Linked DNA regions of Mus musculus: all the other regions are linked to region 1. Evidence: chromatin contacts called from public HiChIP or PLAC-seq and promoter capture Hi-C data. All regions are on one chromosome and are shown on one strand. Each heading gives the region's core, a stretch centred on a gene start, on an enhancer-like site or on the middle of the called end of the contact. The rest is flanking DNA. Distances are from core to core; before and after follow the strand shown.

The links. Promoter capture Hi-C pulls out the DNA fragments that hold promoters and counts their contacts. HiChIP or PLAC-seq counts read pairs in DNA pulled down with a chosen protein or histone mark. Capture Hi-C pulls out chosen DNA fragments and counts their contacts.
Region 2: a promoter capture Hi-C map of liver shows a contact between it and region 1, with 8 times the contacts expected there. The contact joins the promoter of Pwp1 here to the promoter of Utp20 in region 1. A contact is called at or near these places in 7 of 39 promoter capture datasets (the 3T3-L1 cell line, embryonic stem cells, hippocampal neurons and 3 more), 2 of 484 Hi-C or Micro-C datasets (B cells and liver), 1 of 115 datasets of contacts at active chromatin or transcription factors (embryonic stem cells) and 1 of 9 other capture datasets (embryonic stem cells).
Region 3: a promoter capture Hi-C map of hippocampal neurons shows a contact between it and region 1, with 16 times the contacts expected there. The contact joins the promoter of Prdm4 here to the promoter of Utp20 in region 1. A contact is called at or near these places in 6 of 39 promoter capture datasets (the 3T3-L1 cell line, hippocampal neurons, liver and 2 more), 2 of 115 datasets of contacts at active chromatin or transcription factors (astrocytes and embryonic stem cells) and 2 of 9 other capture datasets (adipose tissue and liver).
Region 4: a promoter capture Hi-C map of hippocampal neurons shows a contact between it and region 1, with 6 times the contacts expected there. The contact joins the promoter of Rtcb here to the promoter of Utp20 in region 1. A contact is called at or near these places in 2 of 39 promoter capture datasets (hippocampal neurons and pre-B cells), 1 of 115 datasets of contacts at active chromatin or transcription factors (large pre-B cells) and 2 of 9 other capture datasets (adipose tissue and liver).
Region 5: a promoter capture Hi-C map of pre-B cells shows a contact between it and region 1, with 6 times the contacts expected there. The contact joins the promoter of Fbxo7 here to the promoter of Utp20 in region 1. A contact is called at or near these places in 4 of 39 promoter capture datasets (hippocampal neurons, liver and pre-B cells) and 1 of 484 Hi-C or Micro-C datasets (CD4 T cells).
Region 6: a contact with region 1 is called in an H3K27ac HiChIP or PLAC-seq map of embryonic stem cells, with 8 times the contacts expected there. The contact joins the promoter of Tmpo here to the promoter of Utp20 in region 1. A contact is called at or near these places in 2 of 39 promoter capture datasets (embryonic stem cells and liver), 2 of 484 Hi-C or Micro-C datasets (both in embryonic stem cells) and 1 of 115 datasets of contacts at active chromatin or transcription factors (embryonic stem cells).
Region 7: a promoter capture Hi-C map of adipose tissue shows a contact between it and region 1, with 2.6 times the contacts expected there. The contact joins the promoter of Ttc41 here to the promoter of Utp20 in region 1. A contact is called at or near these places in 8 of 39 promoter capture datasets (the 3T3-L1 cell line, the C10 cell line, embryonic stem cells and 4 more), 1 of 484 Hi-C or Micro-C datasets (embryonic stem cells), 4 of 115 datasets of contacts at active chromatin or transcription factors (astrocytes and embryonic stem cells) and 2 of 9 other capture datasets (adipose tissue and liver).

Annotation. Positions count from the first base shown.
Region 1 is chr10:88,825,288-88,828,275 of GRCm38.p6, reverse strand. It overlaps Utp20 (UTP20 small subunit processome component), which reads left to right and starts at 1,462. Exons shown (of 62, transcript NM_175158.3): 1 at 1,462-1,670; 2 at 2,778-2,858. The coding sequence starts at 1,626.
Region 2 is chr10:85,870,305-85,873,292 of GRCm38.p6, reverse strand. Pwp1 (PWP1 homolog, endonuclein) reads right to left here and starts at 1,462. Exons shown (of 15, transcript NM_133993.3): 1 at 1,279-1,462. The coding sequence starts at 1,350.
Region 3 is chr10:85,915,486-85,918,473 of GRCm38.p6, reverse strand. It overlaps Prdm4 (PR domain containing 4), which reads left to right and starts at 1,488. Exons shown (of 12, transcript NM_001302886.1): 1 at 1,488-1,666; 2 at 1,745-1,950.
Region 4 is chr10:85,956,305-85,959,292 of GRCm38.p6, reverse strand. Rtcb (RNA 2',3'-cyclic phosphate and 5'-OH ligase) reads left to right here and starts at 1,500. Exons shown (of 12, transcript NM_145422.4): 1 at 1,500-1,678. The coding sequence starts at 1,586.
Region 5 is chr10:86,020,342-86,023,329 of GRCm38.p6, reverse strand. It overlaps Fbxo7 (F-box protein 7), which reads right to left and starts at 1,401. Exons shown (of 9, transcript NM_153195.2): 1 at 1,186-1,401. The coding sequence starts at 1,307.
Region 6 is chr10:91,170,149-91,173,136 of GRCm38.p6, reverse strand. It overlaps Tmpo (thymopoietin), which reads left to right and starts at 1,518. Exons shown (of 4, transcript NM_011605.3): 1 at 1,518-2,099. The coding sequence starts at 1,824.
Region 7 is chr10:86,704,333-86,707,320 of GRCm38.p6, reverse strand. Ttc41 (tetratricopeptide repeat domain 41) reads right to left here and starts at 1,510. Exons shown (of 16, transcript NM_001003910.2): 1 at 1,304-1,510. It overlaps Hsp90b1 (heat shock protein 90, beta (Grp94), member 1), which reads left to right and starts at 1,877. Exons shown (of 18, transcript NM_011631.1): 1 at 1,877-2,014; 2 at 2,925-2,988. The coding sequence starts at 1,966.

The DNA.
Region 1 (2,988 bases), core at 213-2,712:
GTGTTATTTCCGTTTGGATTGTTTGACTTGTATATAATTGGGGCAGTTTTACACCTTACTCTTTAACACAGAGAATCATGAGGAAGGGAGCTGGGTGGTGATTGGTGGTGCACACTTCTGATCCCAGCACTGAGTAGCAGAGACAGGGGGCTCTTTGAGTTTGAAACCCACTTGGGCTACAGTGAAAGGATGGCCAAGGCTATACAAAAAAACTTTGTCTCAAAACAAAACAAAACAAAACTCATGGGGACAGAAAATATAAAATGATGATGGATTGGCCAACCAAACCCAGTTCAAAAGTCATGGGAACTGTTTCATGATTTGAAGAAATACCCAGAACTCCCATGGATTAAAATGGATTACAATGGGAAAGGTAATAAATGGAGGCAAAGATATCTTGATTCACTGTATTCTACCCATGATGGGCTCTGACTACTCACAAGCCAGGCTAGGATGAAATCTTATCTCAAGGACTTTGCACTTGGACCTTCCTCCATCAATTTTTGTGCAAATAACTCCATGGCTCATCGACTGTACACACACACTCTCTCTATATATATGATTAAGAGCTGTAGGATCTAGCTTAGTGGTAGAGCTGCTTCCTGGCATTCGTGAAGAGCCAGATTTTATTTTCTAGTACTAAACTAAAACCTGGACCTCGGAGTCTGCGTGTGAATGAAGATCGTCACTTACAAGATGCCCAACTTTGGTTTCCTTGCATGCCAAGGGGGCTTAAAAAAAACAAACAAACATACACTTCACGTTTTGAGTTTATAACCAGCATTACTGTATTATGGGTGGAAACAGCTTTTGATGGTGCACGGTATGTATCGAGCAGCAGTTAATGCTAGGTTGTGACGGTTATGCTTTCTTTCTATAATAAAACCCTTTTATCCTTTTTATTAAAAATTTTCATACAATATATTTTGATCGTGTTTTTCCCTTTCCCAACTCCTCTCAGATTCTCCCAACCCATTCAACTGTACATTCTTCTCTCTTAAAAAAGAAAGAAAGAAAGAAAGAAAGAAAGAAAGAAAGAAAGAAAGAAAGGAAGGAAGGAAGGACGCTGGGCAGTGGTGGCATAAGCCTTTAATCCCAGCACTTGGGAGGTAGAGGTAGGCGGATTTCTGAGTTCGAGGCCGGCCTGGTCTACACAGTGAGTTCCAGGACAGCCAGGATTAGAGAAACCCTGTCTTGAAAAAACAAAACACCAAACCAAACCAAACCCCACCATCACCACCAATCTACAAAAACGAAAATCAAGACCAACAGGCAAATGACAAATATGACAAACAATGTCCAAAACAAAACAAAACGTCCACAAAAATACCACTGAGTTTGTTTTGTGTTGGCCAACTTCTCATGTAGCAAAAACTGTACATCCGCAAACTGCACGACTGACAATCAGGAAGAGCACGCATGCTCGGCCCGCCTCTTCCGCCCACATGACCCACACATCCTGGCTTTCCAACATGGCGGCGCCCAGCGGCACTAACTACACGTGAGGAAAAGCAGGCACCGGAGCATTGGAGAGTACCGCGTGGGAGTAACTTTCTCCTCCGCAGTGCCCGCGGATCCCTTCCTGTCGTCCTGAGACCCTCGCGGGCCGCTGTCCCGCCGCAGCCATGAAGCCAAAGCCACTTTCGCACAAGACCGAGAACACATACCGGGTGAGCGCGGGAGTTTGGGCCCGGAGCCGCGGTTCGCCCTGCCTCTGCCTGACCAGCTGATCGCCTTAACCCCAGGGCCTGCAAGTCCGGGCAGAGCCGGAATCGCTTGCCCGGGGCTCTGGCGAAAATGGGAGACTATGCCAGTATAAAAAAAAAAAAAAAACATTAGTTCGCAGGGGAGTGAGGAAACTTGAATTCCAGAGTCCGCCTTTTAGCGGTGAGATCTGGCCTGTCTGGGCAACTCCCTTCACTCCAGGCTCAAATTGATTGGCCCAGGGGATCGTCTGCAACCGAGTCCCCCTTCTAACTTTAAAGACTGAACAGAGGAGGGTAGAGCGAGCTGGCAAGTGGCGAATGACTTCTGCTGGCTACTGTTGTACTTTATAATGCCTTTCCAAGCCCTTTTGTAACTGAGTCTGTCTGTTTTTAAAAAATATACCTGTTCCCACAACTTAGCGAGATCCCTGTGCTTTCGGTGTGGTGTGAAAGCGTTCGTCCAGGTTCCAGTCTGTGTGGAAATTGTATTTGATAAAACATAATGTAGGAGGTAGATCGGTTGGTGGAGTGTTTGAATAACATTCAGGGAGCCCTAGGTTGGATCCCCATTAAAAACAACAACAGTTACAACAAAAACAGGTGTGATGGCTAAATGCCTGTTACCCCAGACCTGGGGATGTAGAAGCAAGAGGGTCTGAACTTAAATTTTAAGGTCATCGTTGGCTACATAGCCTGTTCCAAGGGTACTTAAGTTAAAAGAAAAAAGAAATACAGATGAAGTAAGTTATGCAAAAAGTACAAGTATTTATTATCTTCAAGTAGTAACTGCTTTTGTTTAGAGTTCTTACATTTACCTTTTGTGTTTCATAAGTAATAGCTGCTCTTATTTTAAAAAGTTACATATTTTATGACCAATAGAAACCACGGGTCTGAAATGATACGCTAAGGGTACTGTTGTTTGTGGTGATGGTCCAGAGGTTGCTCACTGAAGCTCTAAAACGTTCTGTGTTCAGAATTTGATGTGATTATGGTGTAGTTTTACTCCAGCAGATATCAAAACCTGATAAGCATTGAATGCTAATATGTCTTAAATATGCTTTTTCTCTGCAGTTTCTTACATTTGCAGAGAGACTGGGGAATGTGAACATTGATATTATTCACCGTATCGACAGAACTGCAAGCTATGACGAGGTAAGAGGGAGTTTTAAATTTCTCTCACCAATGTAAGTAAGCTGTTTTTCAAGCCATTTGTAATGTACATGCAGTGATTTAGACCTGTGTTGTCTAATTAAAAAACCACACACAGCAAATATGTTCATTC
Region 2 (2,988 bases), core at 213-2,712, 3.0 Mb after region 1:
CATAAGTCTGAGGCCACAGCGGGCTACAGAGTGAGACCTGGTCTCCAAAACAACAACAAAAAACGTTGAGATAACAAGAATCTCCCTGAGAATGACATTCAATTCTGCCTGAGAAAGATCCAGAAATTAAAGACTGAAAAACTCCGGGGAAGGCCGGAGGTCAGTCGGTAAAGCTTTTGTTGAGCAAGCATGTGGATCTAAGTTCCATCCCAGAAGCCACTCAAAAGCTGGGTGTAGTGTAGGGGACACCTGTAATCCCAGCACTAGGGACTACAGAGACGAGAATTTCTGGTGCCTTGGCCAGCCACTCTATCTCGATTGACTAACGCTGGGTTCAATCAGACAGCGCACACATACACAAACACATGAACATGGGCATACATACATACACATACACACACACAAAGGTATTTGTATTGCTTGGGGTTGGGGCATGACAACTAGGGATTTTTAAGACTCTCTTAATACTTCGAAAGCTGTGTATGGCCCTTTTAAAATGAAAACAATTTTCTTTTGGAGAATTTTTAATAAGGCAAGTGTTGTCCCTATCCTATAAATATACACTGCTTGCTTGCTGTTGGCAAAACACCAGAGAAAACAGTGACTAAACACTACCTGCACTCTGGTAGAATTTACACCTATAAGGAGTATTTCCATCCCTCACCGCATGTAAATTCATGTCGAGGCCACTCCCACGTCTATCACATATCGAGTTGTCACTACTCAGACAATTACACCCATAGCAACCCCTTCACTTCTTTTAGGACACTTACAACCCCTGACATCCCGAAAGTCAAGAACAGGGCTTTGCCCTATATCGCTCCAACATATCCCGGAACTCCAGGCTCCGCTTGGCTTGCAGAAAACACTGTGTAATGAACAAAACCGCCTGAGTAACCGGCTTCCTTTGCCACGGTCTCCAGCTTTTGTACAACTTCCTTCATACTGTGTTACACTGACACCTTGTTCTCTCTGCCCCATAACGTTTTATCCGGATCACCGTAAGAAACTCGTAACAAGCAAACACCCCCGCCCCTTCCCAGTGCACAAAAAGTCCACGTGTTCGTGCATCTCAGGGATGGGATCGGGGTTCCCGCTCCGGGCAGGGAAGGGGCGCGCGGTCTCTGCTCGCCCGGGTCACCGGAGCCACACCTCACATGGCTACAGTCCCGGCCAACCTGGCAGGTCCCATCGCGTGGCTCCTGCTGGGCGCGTGCTGCCCCAGACGGGGCCGAGCCCACGGCCATGCCGTGGCATCTCCCCATACACAGGCCTCACCTTGTCTGGAGTCTCTTTGGCCACGCCGCGGCGGACCCAGGCCACGCAGGTCACTTGGCGGCTGCGGTTCATGATCTTCGGTTTGAACCCGGCGCAGGTTGGAGCCCTGGGAGCTGGGAGACACTACTCTTGAGCTCCGCGGAGGGGAACAACGCGCAGGCGCGGGCGCTCGCTGACGTCACTCGCAGGCGCCAAGGGGAAGGGGAGGGGAATTTGCATGAGATGGGCGGGGCCGTATGCAAATCTACGACTGCTTCCTGTGGAGTTTCTATCTCCTTCCTCCTATTCTTCCATAAGAGTTCCCAAGCTCCATCCACTGTTTGGCTGTGTCTGTATCTGTCTGAATCAGCTACTGGGGGGAGCCTCTCAGAGAACAATATGCTTCTGTCTGCAAGCATAGCAGAGTTTCATTAATAGTGTTAGGGATTGGTGCTTGCCCACTGGACGGGTCTCAAGTTGAAATGGTTATTGGTTGGCCATTCACTCAGTCTCTGCTCCCTCCCCTATGCCAGCATTTCTTGTAGACAGGATAAATTTTGAGTTGAAAGTTTTGTGGGTGGGTTGGTGTCTCTATTGGAGTTCCATTCTGGATACAGGAGATGGCCTCTTCAGGTTCCACATCCCCAATGAGAGTCACAGCTAAGGTCACCCCCCACTGATTCTTGGGAGCCTCCCTTATCCCAGGCCTTTGTCTCGTCCTGGAGATGCAGGTTTCCCCCCACTTTGCAGATTTCCATTCATTTTCATGGCCATATAGCTATCTCTCCTGTTCTTCTCCATGCCTGATCCTGAATCCCCCATTTCCCCTCTCTCCCAGTTCCCTCCCTCCATCAGCCTCTTATGACTATTTTATTCCCTCTTCTAAGTGAGATTCAAGCTTCCTTGATTGAGTCTTCCTTCTTGTTTAGTTTCTTTGGTTCTGTGAAGTGGACCATGGTACCTGTATTTTATGGACAATATCCACTTATCACTGAGTACACACCATGCATGCCCTTTTGGGACTGGGTTATCTCACTCAGGATGATATTCTCAAGTTCCATCTATTTGCCTGCAAAGTTCATGATGCCTTAGGTTTTAATAGTTGAATAGTATTCCATTGTGTAGATGTACCATGCCTTTATCCATTCTTCAGGTGAGGGATATCTAGGTTGTTTCCTGTTTCTGGCTATTACAAATAAAACTGTTATGAACATTGATGAACAAGCATCTTTGTGGGATGATGGAACATCTCTTGAGTACATGCCCAGAAGTGGTATGGCTGGGTCTTGAGTTTTCTGAGAAACTGCCAAGTTGATTTCCAAAGTGATTGTATAAGTTTGTACTCCCACCAGCAATAAAGACTGCTCCCCTTGCTCCACATCCTCACCAGCATATGCTATCTCATGAGTTTTTTTTTTTTATCTTAGACATTCTGATGGATGTAAGGTGGAACCTTAGAGTTGTTTTGATTTGCATTTCCCTGATGATTAAGGACTTTGAACATTTCTTGAAGTGCTTCCCTGCCATTTGAGATTCCTCTGAGAATTCTCTGTTTAGCTCTGTACGCCATTTTTTAATTGGGTTATTTGGATTGCTGGTGTCTGCCTTCTTGAGTTCTTTGCAAATTTTGGATACTAGCCCTTTGTCAGATGTATGGTTGGTGAAGATCCTTTCCCAATTTGTCCTAATAACAATGTCCTTTGCCTTACAGAAGCTTTGTAGTTTCATGAG
Region 3 (2,988 bases), core at 239-2,738, 2.9 Mb after region 1:
TCTCAGCTCCTCCTGCACCATGCCTGCCTGGATGCTGCCATGTTCCCACCTTGATAATAATGGACTGAACCTCTGAACGGATAAGCCAGCCCTAATTAAATATTGTCTTTATAAAGATGCCAGGTCTGTCTAGAACTTACTATGTAAACCAGAATGACCTTGAATTTCTGACCTTCCTGCCTTAGTATCCTCAAGTATTGGTAGTACTCGTGTGCACCACTATGCCCCACCTCTTACTTTTTAAATGCATTTTTACACATGACAAAACTCACCAATCTTTACTATTTGATCAATCTTTATAAACATATACAGGCATGTAACCATTATCCAAAATGGTCCCTCATGTCTGTCTTTCTATATAGGCAATTTCATCTCTTCACCTATCACTAACTTCCAACATCCATCAGAGCTGTTAGTAAAGTCTTGGCCTTTTCTAGAATTTTATACAGACTTCTAGTCTTTTGTTTCTGATGTTTTTTTGCTCAGTGTAGAAAGCTTCTAGAGGTCTACCTACATGCAAATAGCTTGTTACTTTTTATTGCTGCCTAGGGCTCCACAACGGTGATTCAGTGCAACTCTTTATTGGTTGATGACAGATCATTAACAAAGTTGCAAGGAACTTAGTACATATGTCTTTGTACATACATACATACATACACACATGTATATGTTTCTGTATTGGGTAAATACTTAGGTATGATTAGTGAATTGTGGGGTATGGGATATTGCCATAAATAGACTGACAAGGTGGCAAAGAGGGTAAGGCTCTTTAGTCCCTGGTACCCACATGTGGGAAAGAGAGTGTAAGTTGTTCTCTAACTTCTTTTACACATGCACATTTGCTTTCACATCCACCCACCCACTCATATGAATAAACATTATGTCAAAAGTTGGCTACCGAGCAGATGTTGTGGTTCCAATGATTATTCTAAGTAAGCACTGTGCCTGTCCGTGCAGAAGGGACGGGAAGGCAAAGAGAGAAGAAAAACACCTGCACAAATCCCAACATCATCTTTTATGATGTGGGAGCAGGGAAACTTCACACAGGGTAAAAGAGTTTCAGAATCGAAACCCGATTACTCCTGGGCCACACCGCCGTCTGGCCCAATCCTATATTTAAAAACGTTGTGTTATGTGGATTCATGCTTCCCTACTTGAGGCCATGCCATCTGGACAGAAAAGCAGAGTCTGGAGAACGTTGGAGTTCAGAACGCACCCCTAGCACGTGTATCAGTTCTGGTCTCCTAGCAACGGCGGAGCGATTATTCGGCCCTCGATTGGATCGGCACCCAGCTGAGCTGCAACACTCTGGGTGGAGCGTCTCTAAGCCCGCCCACTCCCGGGGCTCTGCGGTTCTCCACACGCAGAGAGGGGGCGGTGCGTATCCCCGGAAGAGCGGGTCGGAGCGCAGGCCGTAGGCAGGTAGCACGGACGCAGAGTGGCTGGGAAGCCGGAAACGGGCCCGGAGTGGCTGAGAAGCCGGAAAGGCGCCCCCGAGGGTGCGGCCCCGTGAAGGCGGCGGGCCTGACCGGGCGGGGCCGGGCGGGAAATGTTAGGAGAGCTGTAAACCGGGCGCGGGGTCCCGGGAGGCAGGAGCGTCCGGGCCGACGTTCGGCCCGATGACGAGCCAGGCGGCCGGGCCAGTGCTCCCCAGCGCGGGCCTCAGGTGGGCGACGCGGCGGGGCGGGCTCGAGCGGCCCGGGGCAGGGAAAGGCCACGGCTGATCGCTCTTCTCTTCTTCCAGGTCGGCCAGTCCGGCTGCCAGCGCTTCTGGGAAAACAGCCCCGGGCGCCGCCCAGCATGCCGGGCCCTCGCCGCGGAGCGCAGCCGCCGGCCCTCGGAGACGTCGGGCAGTGCGGGGAGGCGCGGCCACCGGCGGGATGTGGTAGCACGTGACACCGGCCCCATCGCGCACCTAGCAGCCGCCGGCCCCCTGCCCTGGACGTGCAGGTGAGCAGGGCAGGTCCCCAAGGCAGGGCCGAGGGAGCGGGGCGGACGCCGCCGGAGACTCAGTCTTTGTTTGGGTGCCTTCGGGCCACACGTGTGACGCGTAAATGGATTTGAGCACCTGAACCCAATAGAAATATCCAGAGTACTAGTTGGTTCCTGGGGTGATTGTTCTGAGTAGCCGTACATTGTTAGCTGCTTGGCACCTCTTTCCTGTCGTATTTTAGCTTTCGCTATTTTAATTTGGAATGTTACTGTAGTATCATAGTTCTTCACCTTTGGGGGTTTGCGGGTTACTGTAGCCAGGGATGGTGGAGTGCGGAGGTGAAGTTTTTAAATTGTGCAAGTCTCCTGAACTAGAAGGTACTGTGTTAGCGGAGTAGTAAAGACGGAGCAGTATTTAGCTGGGTTCCCCCCCCCCCCGCCCCCAAAAGCTTTTAAAAGGCTGTCAATATAGCGGGGAAGAGAAAACGTATTGACTGAAATTATTGGAGCTGGTTGATGCATTTTGTAAAGTGGCTGTATTCCTGTTAGTTTCTTAAATGTCATTTCCAGAAAACAGCGCGAGGTTTGCAACCAACAATTGATCAACTTCGGTCAGTTAGAAACATAAAAACAGCTAAGAATAATTGGCAGAAGACACAGTGACAAGACAGAAAGAACTCAGTATCCTTTAGGCCTTCTTAGGACGGTGATATGAGGTTGGTAGAATGGCTGTGCCTTGTTGAAGGGGAAGGTCCCTTGGGAGTCACTGTGTGCAGCATTCCTTCCTGGTGTCTTCTGTCTTTGAGTACTTGTGACCTTTGGTTTATGGCTGTTGAGGCCATCACGTTTTGGGGACTCACATCAAACAGAAATCTGCTGAGCCTCTGTTACTAAAGTCTTGTTTGAACGGGTGTGAGAAGGTCCAGAATTTCACACGAGTTATTATTGATGATGACATTGTATAGACGTTCAGGAGCTTTAAGAATAGGAGGTGAAGCCACACACTTAACTCTGCTCTAATAAGTTACTGTAATCTGTATGTTGTATTTAGGCCTT
Region 4 (2,988 bases), core at 251-2,750, 2.9 Mb after region 1:
AGTGTCATTAATCAGCAGGGTGAGACTGGACAGGGGAGCAGGAGAGTGGGACAGCCAGGGTGGATATGTAAAAATGAACAGAAACCACACCCTTTGCTTAACTCCTTAGGTTACTGGGGGATAGAAGAGGGCTGTATAAGTACTTAACATCCTGGTCTAGTTACTCCTCCAGTTTCATGTCTGTGACCTTCAGAGCCACTATGAATAATTATGATCCCATTTCATAGAAGTGAAAACAGAGGAATGTATCACACAAAGGTGGTAATGGCATAGGCGGAACCTGAACCCAAGTCTTCCTGATTGCTATGGTGGTGTTTTTCACAGGGTAGGACTATCCTGCAAATCACTGCCAGCTTTCTTATCCCAAGAGCAAGAGTCAATTAAGTTTAAAGGTACAGACACAGGACACAGTCCAAACAAAGCTATGGAACACAGTGATCCCTGAAAGAGGGATTTATCCATCTTTGTAGGGAATTGCTGGCCAGAGCAGATTTCCTTCACAAGCATTTGTAGAAATAAATGATACAGTGTTGTGATATGCTTCTTTTGGATGCTCATTTTGTAATGGAGTGTTTGTTGTACATCTTCAATCTCATTCTGATACATTGCAAACGTCATTAGTATTTTATCTTGCTCAGCTGTTTCACTAATGTTCATGGGGCATGAACTCCAAACTGTATGTTCTATATAGCAGTTGACCTGATCCAGGGTGAAGAGGTTTCAGGAGCAGCTCAAAAACATTCTTAAAGCAGTATGTCTTCAATAGCAGCAGTCAGGAGACATTGGCAAGGGTATCTGTGAGAGTTCGAAGCCAACCCGGATACATAGGCTCACCAAGGCTAAGTATCGAGATCTTACTTTAAAAAAGGGGGGGGGGTGAAGGGAGGGAGGGAGAGAGAAAGGGGGAGGGGGGAAGAAAGGAAAAAGAGAGAGAAAGAAAGAAAGAAAGAAAGAAAGAAAGAAAGAGGGGAAGAAAGAAAGATAGAGGGAAAGAAAGAAAGAGGGGAAGAAAGAAAGAGGGGGAGAAAGAAAGAAAGAAAGAAAGAAAGAGGGAAAGAAAGAAAGAGGAAAAGAAAGAAAAGGAAAGAAAGAAAGAAAAAAGGAAGGAAGGAAGGAAGAAAGACAGACAGACAGACAGACAGAAAGAAAGAAAGAAAGAAAGAAAGAAAGAGGGAAAGAAAGAAAGAGGGGAAGAAAGAAAGAAAGAAAGAAAGAAAGAAAGAGGAAAAGAAAGGAAGAAGGAAAGAAAGGAAGGAAAGGAAGGAAGGAAGAAAGAAGAAAGAAAGAAAGAAAGAAAGAAAGAAAGGAAGAAAGGAAGGAAGAGAGAGAGAGAGAAAGAAAGAAAGAGGGAGAGAAAGAAAGAGGGGGGGGAAGTGCAAGTGAAGACTAGCGCTGTAATTCATTGTAACGAGATGATCAGGACTCGCGCGAAGAGTTTTGAGCCTCGGCGCTTGCCATCTTCCCTCCTGGAGCGGAGCTGGTCGCGCCTGCGCCCTGAGAGGCGGCGCTGCGTGGAGCGGGTGGACTGCGGGGTGGTTTCTCTTTCTAAGCGTAGCCAGGAGCTATCGCTGGCCTCGCCGCCACCATGAGTCGTAACTACAACGATGAGCTACAGTTCTTGGACAAGATCAATAAAAACTGCTGGAGGATCAAGAAGGGCTTTGTGCCCAACATGCAGGTGAGTTGGGGCAGCGGCCTTGGGAGCTGCAGGCCGCGACTCCGCCGCGAACCGGCGGCCTCCGCCCAGCGCAGGGCTGCGGGGTTCCAGGTCTCCCTCCTCTGCAGACTGCACGCGCCAGGTCCACACACACGAGGACAGACGGACGCAGCGTGGGGGCTCACGCGTGTTTTCCCCACGCACCATCAGACACGGTGTTCCTGGTCTTCCGAGATTTCTGTGGACTTTCCCAAGTTGGCACCGCCAGCCAGGAACTCTGTTTCTCTTGAGTCCTGATATTTAGTTAACGTTTACAGATGGCATTCTCCAAACTTAACTGGGTTTTAACGTAACGACAATCGGCATGATTCGAGCTTTTAATATGCTCTTGGCGGAGGACCCCCGAGTTGGTGGGTAACTTATCTGTACCCATCTAGGAAGACAACCCTGAATTCGTATCGAGTCCACTTCTCTCAGCCTGAATGATGTGTTTCAGCTGAAGGCTTGGGAGCCAGAGACCAGGATCTGAAACCCTGGGCCTGCTGTCGCCACCGCCGTGTGTACTCGAAAGTTCCGATAAACGTTGAGGAAGAAAACACTTGTGAGGTTTTGGCACATGTGTTAAGTGACACCGTCTCATAAATGCCATGAGAATGCAATAAAGATTTGCAGTCCTTTGTCTTAGTAAAAAGTTTCTGATAGGCTTCGCTTGGTGGCTCGGGCCTATAATCCCTGGAGGCTGGGAAATGGAAGATCCATTCAGGACTGGTTACACAGAGAAGCCTTGCACCACTTTGCAAGGTATACTAGGGAGAAAAAGTCCACAGCAGTGAAACAGTATTTTCCTTTGTTGTGTGGAAGAAGGGAAGGCTGGTTGGTAGAGTCTTGCTAATTTATTAAGTGACACATGAAAATTGTACATTATATCCGTGTGTGTGTGTGTGTGTATAATATATATACGCATATATTATATACATATATATTATACACACATACATATTATATATATATATATATATGATGCTTTTTATAATGCGTAAGTTATATAATAGCAAAATCATGATAGACATATCGCCTCAGAAATTTGTGAGCAGTTTTTCCGTTTTGAAGATCGTTGATTAGATTTTACGGGTTGGACATTTCCAGTTTAAACCCAGATCTAAAATGCTCTAAGATCCTTTTAGATTGTGACTGGAAGTTTTCCTCTTAAAAGACGCAACGTGGCAGCTTCATGCAGAATGAAGCACTTTGTGTGGTATAGACGTTCATGCAGAATGAAGCACTATGTGTGGTATAGACGTTCATGCAGAATGAAGCGCTATGTGTGGTAT
Region 5 (2,988 bases), core at 152-2,651, 2.8 Mb after region 1:
AAACACTTGGTTTTACACCAATAAGTAACATGTGGGTAGGTCACCATTATATGGAAATATATATTATATATAATACAGCAACATATTTTCTTTTAATATGAAAAAATGCTCTTTTTTTAATGGTTTGGCTAACATTATTATCTTATTAGACAGGGTCTCACAATGTAACACTGGCTGGTCTGGAACTTGCTATGTAGACCAGGCTGACCTTGAACCCTGCCTCTTCCTCCAGAGCGCTAGAATAAAGGTGTAGCTCAGGCTCACTTAATGGGGGGATGGGAGCAGGGAGGAAGGGTGAAAAAATCTATTCAGGGTCTCACTTTGCTTAACTCCCTACAAATAAAGTGAAAAGGCTTATTTAAAATGCCAATTAATGGGAAACGTTTTTCTTTGAAAATTTTTCCCTTTAGAAGCCCCAGAGCCCATCTTTTTAATTTTTTTTTTCTTCACTAGTTCAAATTTCTAGCTCAGCACTTGAAGTGGGTCGTCCATACAGTTATCTCTCTATGTCCTGAAACTATCTTCTGCAGAAACACAGACGCTTCATCTGCAAAAATTAGTAATAGAACCCCATAAATTAGTAATAGAACCTAATCCTTTTTCAACTTGCCATGAAACTGTAAGCTCTCTAGGGTCATGCCTCTATTCGTGAAAAAAAAGCAACATTCTCACCCAGAGAATGCCCGCTGACAGGCGTACTTCCTGAACCCTTACAGTGAGAAAGTGAGAAAGTTACAGTTAGGTGCAGTCTGCCACTTGCACGCTCAGCTGTTTTTAAAGTTACTGTAGCCTTGGGCAGTGGCACAAATTACAGTGACCTAAGGTGTCAAGACTTTTGTCACCTTGAGCACGATGCTTTTCCGATTTAACCACTGAACTATCCCAACCGCAGAGGTAAACTCAAGTTAACACCGGGAGATTTAACGCAAGCCAAGCTTCCCGAGTTCCCTTCCCGCCCTCGGGGCCGCAGCGACCGAAACCCCGGAAGTGACTACTCACCGGGGAGGACAGCGGCACCCGGGGGAGGCTGGGCCATGGTCTCTCGGAGCCGGACCCCGGCCAGCACCCAGCTGCCGAGCGTCACAGTCACAGGCGCCCAGTGCAGCTACACCCGGGAGGCCCGGGCCTCACGTGACCGCTCGAAGCGCGCCATCCCCCGAGCCCCACGACAGCGACGCGGCTCACCTGAACCCCAACGTGGGCAGCAGGACCTGGCTGAGGTGCGCGCGCAGCTGCCCGAGCGTTGGCTCCGACTCCGGCACCTCGAGCGGCTGGGTCCGCTTCTGAAGCCGCACGCGCAGCTTCATGGCGAGAGTCGGACCGCAAGCTTCGGTCGGCCCCGGGAAGAAACCGAAAGCAAGGAGCTCCGGGCCTGCGCTCCCGAGGAATCCCCAGCGCTCGCCGCTCGGTCGACTACGCCCCCTAGAGCCTTCCGCTCGAGCGGAGGGCCGAGCGCCTGCGCTTCCCTATCGCTGGCTCGGCGCGCGACATCGCCACCTGGAGGCGAGGCGCGCACGGCGCAGGCGCTGGGTTTGCTTGGGCGCACTTGAGTCTCTACGCTTCTGCTTCTGCTTCTGCTGGGGTGAGCGAGTTTGTTCCTTCCCTCCCAGCAAGCAGGATCTTTAGCTCTGGAAGGAATGCTGCCAACAGTGTGGAGACATGACAGACGGCCCTAACCTGATGTCACTGGTTTCCGTGCCCAGAAATGAACTGCTCTATCCCTGTCATTAGAGTGCTCAGACCTGCCTGAGAAATAATGTACACAGGTCCCCTGTGATGACTAAAGAAAGTTAATGTGGAGCCAGGGATCCCTTAAGGGCTGTTGGATGCCTGGGAGGTACTAGAGACCTGCAGGTGAGATAAGAATAGGATAATGGCTGTGAGGATAGTAACTGCTGCCTTTGCTTCTTTAAAACTCACTATCGCTATGGGAAAGGGATGAAATGATCTTTTAATTACTATATAGCGGGAAGGTGAGAAACAACTGAGGAAAGTAAAACAGTTTTCCTGCCCAGCTTGTATTTCGTGGTAAGTTGTAATATACACCTTTCTGATGTCCAATTTAAAACCCCATCTTATCCTTAGTCCCCCTTCCCTATGGAATGCTGTTTGGGCTCTAAAGCTGCCTTCCTTCTGCTAGCAGTAAGCATAAACTCATTTTAATATAAATTTGAATTGAGCCTAAGTCTTTGGTTTCTCCCAATGGATTTGAAGGCCACAACAGTATAGCTCTTCACTTCTCACGATAAATCTTGATAAACCAGACTGCCTCCATCTCAGGCGTAAAAGCCATCTTATAGTAAAGACAAACTAGGTTTCTCAAGGATTGGGCTATGTCCCACCTGTAACCTTAGCTACAAATGGCTCTGTACTGCCCCATGCCTTTATTTTAAAAGGTTATTATGGTGACCCTGTTGTAACCACCTTGCAACCATGTCTTTGTTTCAAGAGGCTGTTATGACCAACTTGGTATGCTTATGTTCTGCTTCGGTAATACATGCCTATTTGCCTGCCAAATCCTCATCTGGAAACCCCCTACTCCTGAACTATTACAATCTTACCTTACCTATGTCCAGCCCATGTATACATACCAAGAAAAGCTTGATTAATTAATTTGGCCATGATGGTTTGGGGTTGATGGTCTTTCTCCTCGAATCTGTGGGACTGATTTTTTTTTTTCCTGTGGGATTAACAGCATTTACTTCCTTTCTTCCTTGGCGCTGCCCTTAGGAACTTGAAGCTGAAGCCAACTCCTTTAGCCCCTTCATGTTACCACAAAATTTAAAGCAGCTTTTAGTTGTTACACAGTGTCTTAGTAAAATCTTTTGCTGCATATCAATTGTCCTCCAAAGCTTACTAACCCACATCAATAAACATTTGTCGACCCACAAATTCTGTAGATTGGGAACTTGGGTACAGGGTGGTTAGGTAATTCTGTCTCAGGGTCTCTTGCCAGAGCTGCCTGAAGACTTGACTACACATATCATC
Region 6 (2,988 bases), core at 269-2,768, 2.3 Mb before region 1:
AACACAAAAGAAAACCTATCTTCAGATTTATAGGTCCATTTTTACTGAGGGTTTTGCTTTTCAACGTCTTCCAATTTAACCATGTAGACATAGGTAAGCACAGTTTAAATATTTTTGTTCATATTTTTAATTTTGTTCATGCTTAAATTTAAGGCTTTTTTATAGAACATAATCTAGAGCTTAAGACACTGAGGGAATGATTAAGAGACTCTGAATCTGAGGTCAGCTGCTTCCTCTCACGAGCAGTGTCCTGAACCATTTCCTGTGTAGACATTCACATTGTTCAAAACCCTAGATACATTGAAACACTATACATGCTTTCATTCGCTTTTTATTTTTGTTTTTGTTTTTTTTTTTTTTTTGTTTTCGAGACAGGGTTTCTCTGTGTAGCCCTGGCTGTCCTGGAACTCACTCTGTAGACCAGGCTAGCCTCGAACTCAGAAATCCACCTGCCTCTGCCTCCCAAGTGGTGGGATTAAAGACGTGCGCCACCAACGCCCGGCTCATTAGCGTTTATTAACTACACATCTTATTGCGGACTTTTTACATAAATTTAACTCTGATCATGTTCGCCCATATATGTAATTTGTTAATAGGAAACATTTCTGGTCAGTATTGTGTTCCAGAAAACAGAACTGTGGCACATTTGAGACGCTAACTTGAATCAGCAGCATGAGTTTTACAGGGTTCCTGGCTCCCTCTAAAATTAAAAAATTAGTATGCACCACTACAGGCACATAAAGTTGAATACTAGAGACTTTCTAAATGTTGCGTTTCATCTTGTTCCATTACCAAACATTAGGTTTGATGAAGTTAGGGGAAATCCTTGGTGCTTGGGGTGGGGGTCTTAACCTAGACGGCTTAAAAATACAAAGAAGGCATTTGTTTTAAGCCCCAAGAACTATGGAAACCAAAGGGTTTGGTAAAAGAAGGCAAAGGGAGACTTAAAAATGCAATTTTGTAACAAACTAAAGCTGTATGGAAACCTTCAGCTGTGGAAGTCTGGCTTTCCCTAGATTCCAGACAAAAGAAGCGTTTGCGAACCGAGGGGATTTGACTTCCTGCGCATCCCGCACCACAGCCTGTCTGGTTTTCACGCTTCCCCTCCAGGGCCAGCACTCGGAGGGGGCAAGGCCAGTCGGCCGCCATTCTTCAGGGGGGCTCGGTGTCCCGGGAAGGAGCCAGGCCCGGGCAAAGGGTCCTCAAGAGAGCTGGCGCAGAACTCCGCCCGTCCGAAGGCGATCGAGGCCGGGACGAGGCTTCTCCGGTGCAGGGGGCCAGGAGAGAGGGAAACAGCGTGCAAACCCAGTACCGCCCATCCCTTATCAGCGTCCGAGGGGAAGGGCGGAGAGCCGAGGAAACAGCGGGCCCCGCGCCCGAGCTCCCGCCCGAGCGCCTTTTAAACTGCGTTTCTGCACCTCTCGCCCTGCGCCGCGGCGGCTGGAACCCGCGCGAGCCGCCCAGCCAATGGGTGGCGCGCTTCCTCCGGGCGCCCGCCAATGGCGGCGCGCGTTCTTGGGGCGTGCGCGAGCCAGGCTCCCCCCACCCCACCCCACGCACTAGCTTGTGTATGGGCTCGGCTCGCTGCGGGCTCCGGGTTCGGCTGCACTTGCTCCCCAGTCGTGCGCCAGGGGCTTTTTGTGGCGGGGGCCGGACCTGGGTTTTGTGTCCCGAGTTCTGTGCCGTGCCCGCGGCGCCGCTCCGGGGCAGGGATCTCCCGAGGCGGCGGGCGCAGCCCCCGGGACCAGCGAGCGAGCGCGCCGGCGTGAGCAGCGGCGGCGGCGACTGTGAGGGGCCGGGGAGGAGAGAAGGAGGGGGACGAGATGCCGGAGTTCCTAGAGGACCCTTCGGTCCTGACCAAAGACAAGTTGAAGAGCGAGTTGGTCGCCAACAACGTGACGCTCCCGGCCGGCGAGCAGCGCAAGGACGTGTACGTGCAGCTCTACCTGCAGCACCTCACGGCGCGCAACCGGCCGCCGCTCGCCGCGGGAGCCAACAGCAAAGGGCCGCCCGACTTCTCGAGCGACGAGGAGCGCGAGCCCACGCCGGTGCTCGGCTCCGGGGCCTCCGTGGGTCGCGGCCGCGGCGCCGTCGGCAGGGTAAGGCGAACCCCCCCGGGGCCGCGGAGACGGGCGTTTGGCGGCCGCGGCGCGTGCTCGGCGGCGGGGCTGGCCCCCTCGCGGGGTTCCCCGTGCCCGCGGCGGCGCCCCGATCGCGAGGCCGCCGGGGAAGGCGCGGAGAGGGGAGTCCTCGGTGCGAGCCGCCCCGGCTGTGCTGCTTGGCTGCTCGGGCCGGGTGCACGGTCCGGAGTGGGTGTAGACGCGGCCTTCCGAGCCGTTTTCTAAAGCCCGACAGGCTTGGCCCCCGGCGCGCGAGGTGAAGTTGTAGCGTTTTCCCGCTTTAGCGCCGAAGTGACTCGCAACAGTGTCAGAGCGCTCCCTGGAGGGCAGTTTGCGACATAGTCATTTCTGGCCTTTTTTTTTTTTTTTTTTAAATAAAGGCATTCCCGCCTTTTTATGTTGTTGACTTTTTTTTTTTTTTAAACAGATGGAGGGCTTTTTGAACCGTTTTGTTTCCTCGCGTGTCATATTCTTCCAGTCATCAGGCCCCGCCTTAAGTGGGTTTGCTGTACTGTAAACGGGACGTTTTAAGTACGTTGCATTTGGAAAAGTTTGTTCCCGTAGACATCCTGGAGAATCCCAGCTAGTGAGCGTTTTGTTTTATCGTTGTAAGATTTTTGCTGGAGGAAGTAAAGATCCGGAAGCAAAAAGAAAAGTTTATGACATACTGATGTATCAGTATTTGAATTTGAATGCCTCAGGCCAGTGAGATGTAAGATGCGTTCCTGCCGGTGTGTATCATTTTGCCTTTTTTTTTTTTTTTTTGGTTGCTGGCTTTTTGGGGGTACGTTTTAAATAGTATTTTGTAGGTTTATATTTAGTTAACAGAATTCAAGTCATTAAAAATTAGTTATGAGTGTTGATTTGG
Region 7 (2,988 bases), core at 261-2,760, 2.1 Mb after region 1:
TCATTCTCAGTTCCTCCCAGGTGCAGCCCGATCTACCTCCCACTGGCCAGTTAAGATGCAGTCACAGTTTCACAATACTTGCTTACTTGCTCGATAAAAAAAAAAAAGAAAGGAAGAAAGAAAGAAAGAAAGAAAGAAAGAGAGTAAGAAAGAAAGAAAGTGGATGATGGGCTGTCATACGCAGAAATGGCCATCTTTTTCCAAAAGCACAAATAAATAAGATCCTGGTATGCTCTAAACAACAAACACAAGCACAGAGGCATAAGGCCTTCGTCTTACATTTCTGTATGCTTTGGCAAATGTAGGTAAATCAGACAGATGTAAATAAGCCATCACCACATTATGTAAACACCAAACCACAGATTCAAGTTCTACAAGTCTAAATTCTTGAAGTTGTCAAAGGGACTATGACATTGTCACTGAAAAGCTTGCCTTCGGGAACCTGGATTGCCTAAAAAAAAAAAACAACTCGAATTTTCTTGGAGAAAGCGGTGATGGAATGGATGTGTTAGAGGCAGGCAAGCGTGCTGGTGGAAAATTGGTTAAAATGAGGCTAAAGAGCTTAGAAAACATTTCGGAACGTACAAGCTGGCCTTAGGGACTTCCCTCACCAGAAAGAGCCTCTTTTGCTATCTTTCGGAAGGCGGAAAGGTGTTTCTATGAAGTTACAAAGCCACAATCCAGGCTGTTTTGCAAGCTCTGCGGCTTTTGCTTTCAAGTATCTGCATAAGTTCTTTCCTGTTCTATGCTAGCCTGGACTTCACCACCGCGCTCTCTGGCTGATTCACAAAAGAGGCTCTAGATTGCCCAGTCATTCTTTGATATTTATGGGGATGTCAAAGGAACTTGGGTCCTTGTTTCCTTCGGGGTTGGAGAGCCCCTGCCACCCTCTACTGCAAACCAAACCAGAGAGGACAGGAAATGCGAGCAGCGCAACGCCAAGTGTAACTGAAGGCTCTAGGGACCCTGAGTGACGCGCAAGAAAGCGGACGTGGAAACCCGGGTGCTACCACCAGCCCAGAATCCAGGGCTGACCCTCTGACACGGTGAGACTAGGGCTACGCGGGGCTGCTTTTCAGGTCCGCCTCTGAAAACTGTGTGCATTAGAGTCCTAGAACAAGCACAGATCTATTCTGCAATCTGAATGAGGTGGAAATCCTATAATCACTCAGAGACATTTCCCGCGGACACAAGATTGGAGTAAGCAAGGGCCAAGCTACGCAACTGGCTTAGATGCCAGAGACTACAATTCCCAGCATTCATGAGATTAGTGCGTTGCATGCCGGAAACTGTAGTTTCTCACCACCATCCAAACGCATTCCGGATATTCAACCCCTCACAAATTTCTCTTTTGCGAAAAGAAACGCCCAAAAGAAAGGTGACGGCGAACGTAGCGCTGAAAGGACTCGTAACGTGACCCGCGTCGTAGACGAGAAAAGGGTAAAGGACGCATTGTCTTGGCTACCGTTTCCCCTAGTCACGGACTAAACGTTCGCTAGAAGCCGGAAGTGGTTCCCCGGGACCTCTAGGAATGGACAGACGTGCTATGCGCCTACGTTCATTGGACGGTTTTCCTCAGGGACCAAGGCTTCCCAGGCCAAAGGGTGGCCCGGTGTGTGAGGGCCCGCGGAGCCATCTGATTGGAGGAAAGCCGCTGGACAAGCCCAATCGCAAGGAGCCACGCTTCGGGCATCGGGCACCGCACCTGGACAGTTCCGATTGGCGGGCTGCGGTCCCCCCCCATGCGTCTCCATTGGGTGCAGAGAGTGCGTGGTGAGGCACGATTGGTGAGTTCGTGTTTCCCGTCCCCCGCCCGCAAGCAGTGGGGTGAAAAGCGGCCCGACCTGCGCGCGGCTTAGTGGGCGGACCGCGCTGCTGGAGGTGTGAGGAGCTTAGACTCGGGATTGGGGGGGTGGAGGCGGCTCCTGAGACCGAAAAGGACTTGCGACTCGCCGGCCACGCACCATGAGGGTCCTGTGGGTGTTGGGCCTCTGCTGTGTCCTGCTGACCTTCGGTGAGTGACCGGGCGGCAGTGGGCGCCCTCCCCTTCCTGTGTGGCCGCTTCTCGAACGTTCTTGGGGCGTTGAACCTGGGTTGGGGACGCCGGGTGGCCTACAGGGGTTTCAGGGACCATCTCGTTCCCTCGAAGGAGACTTGGGTGATGATGCTTTCCCTGAGGCCTCTGGGAAAAGGCGACTTGGAGACCGGGCATTTAAATAAATACCCTGCGGATGGTGCTAGAGCGCTCCCCGAAGTCTCGCTGACGGGGCGCGGTCTCTCGGACTCTACTCCCGGGGGAAGCCTTCCTGGAACCCCTCCCTAAGGACTTTTGTGATCAGGTCCGACCTTTGGCCACCAGAGCCTGAGGACCCCCAGCCCCTGCCCTCTACTCCCGGAGCGCGTTTCTGTTTTCTAACGCCCGACTCGCGAGCGTGGGCCCTCGGGCCAGCGTCGTGGCGGTGGCCCAATATCTGATTCCGATGTGCTTCAAGAGCTGTCCTTGACATGTCTTCCCCTTTGGGCCGGATTTCAGTTCCCCTCAACAGAAGTTGCACAAACCCTGTTTGCATTCTGACCTGTGATAACTAAGTGAGGCCCAAGTTTTGGCTTGGCCAGTGTAGAGACCTCCTCTCAGCTGTGCGCAACACGTGTGGGTGTAGACGGGGGCCTCTCTCACTGCCTAGGATAGACACACGTGATGGCTGCCTGGCCTTCCAGAGTCAACGGGGGTCTTGAGCATTCATATTTAAACTTTAGCGTGCAAACTTACCTTGACATTGGTTATTGACGTCAGTACATAATTCTTCCATCTCAACAGCTTGTATTTACTTACTGAATTGTGTTAACTCTTGCCCCCGTTGATATGGCTTTTTATGCGAAGGAGAGGAAGCAATAGTGTGGAGAGTTGTAACCTTTCTCCCCAGGGTTCGTCAGAGCTGATGATGAAGTCGACGTGGATGGCACAGTGGAAGAGGACCTGGGTAAAAG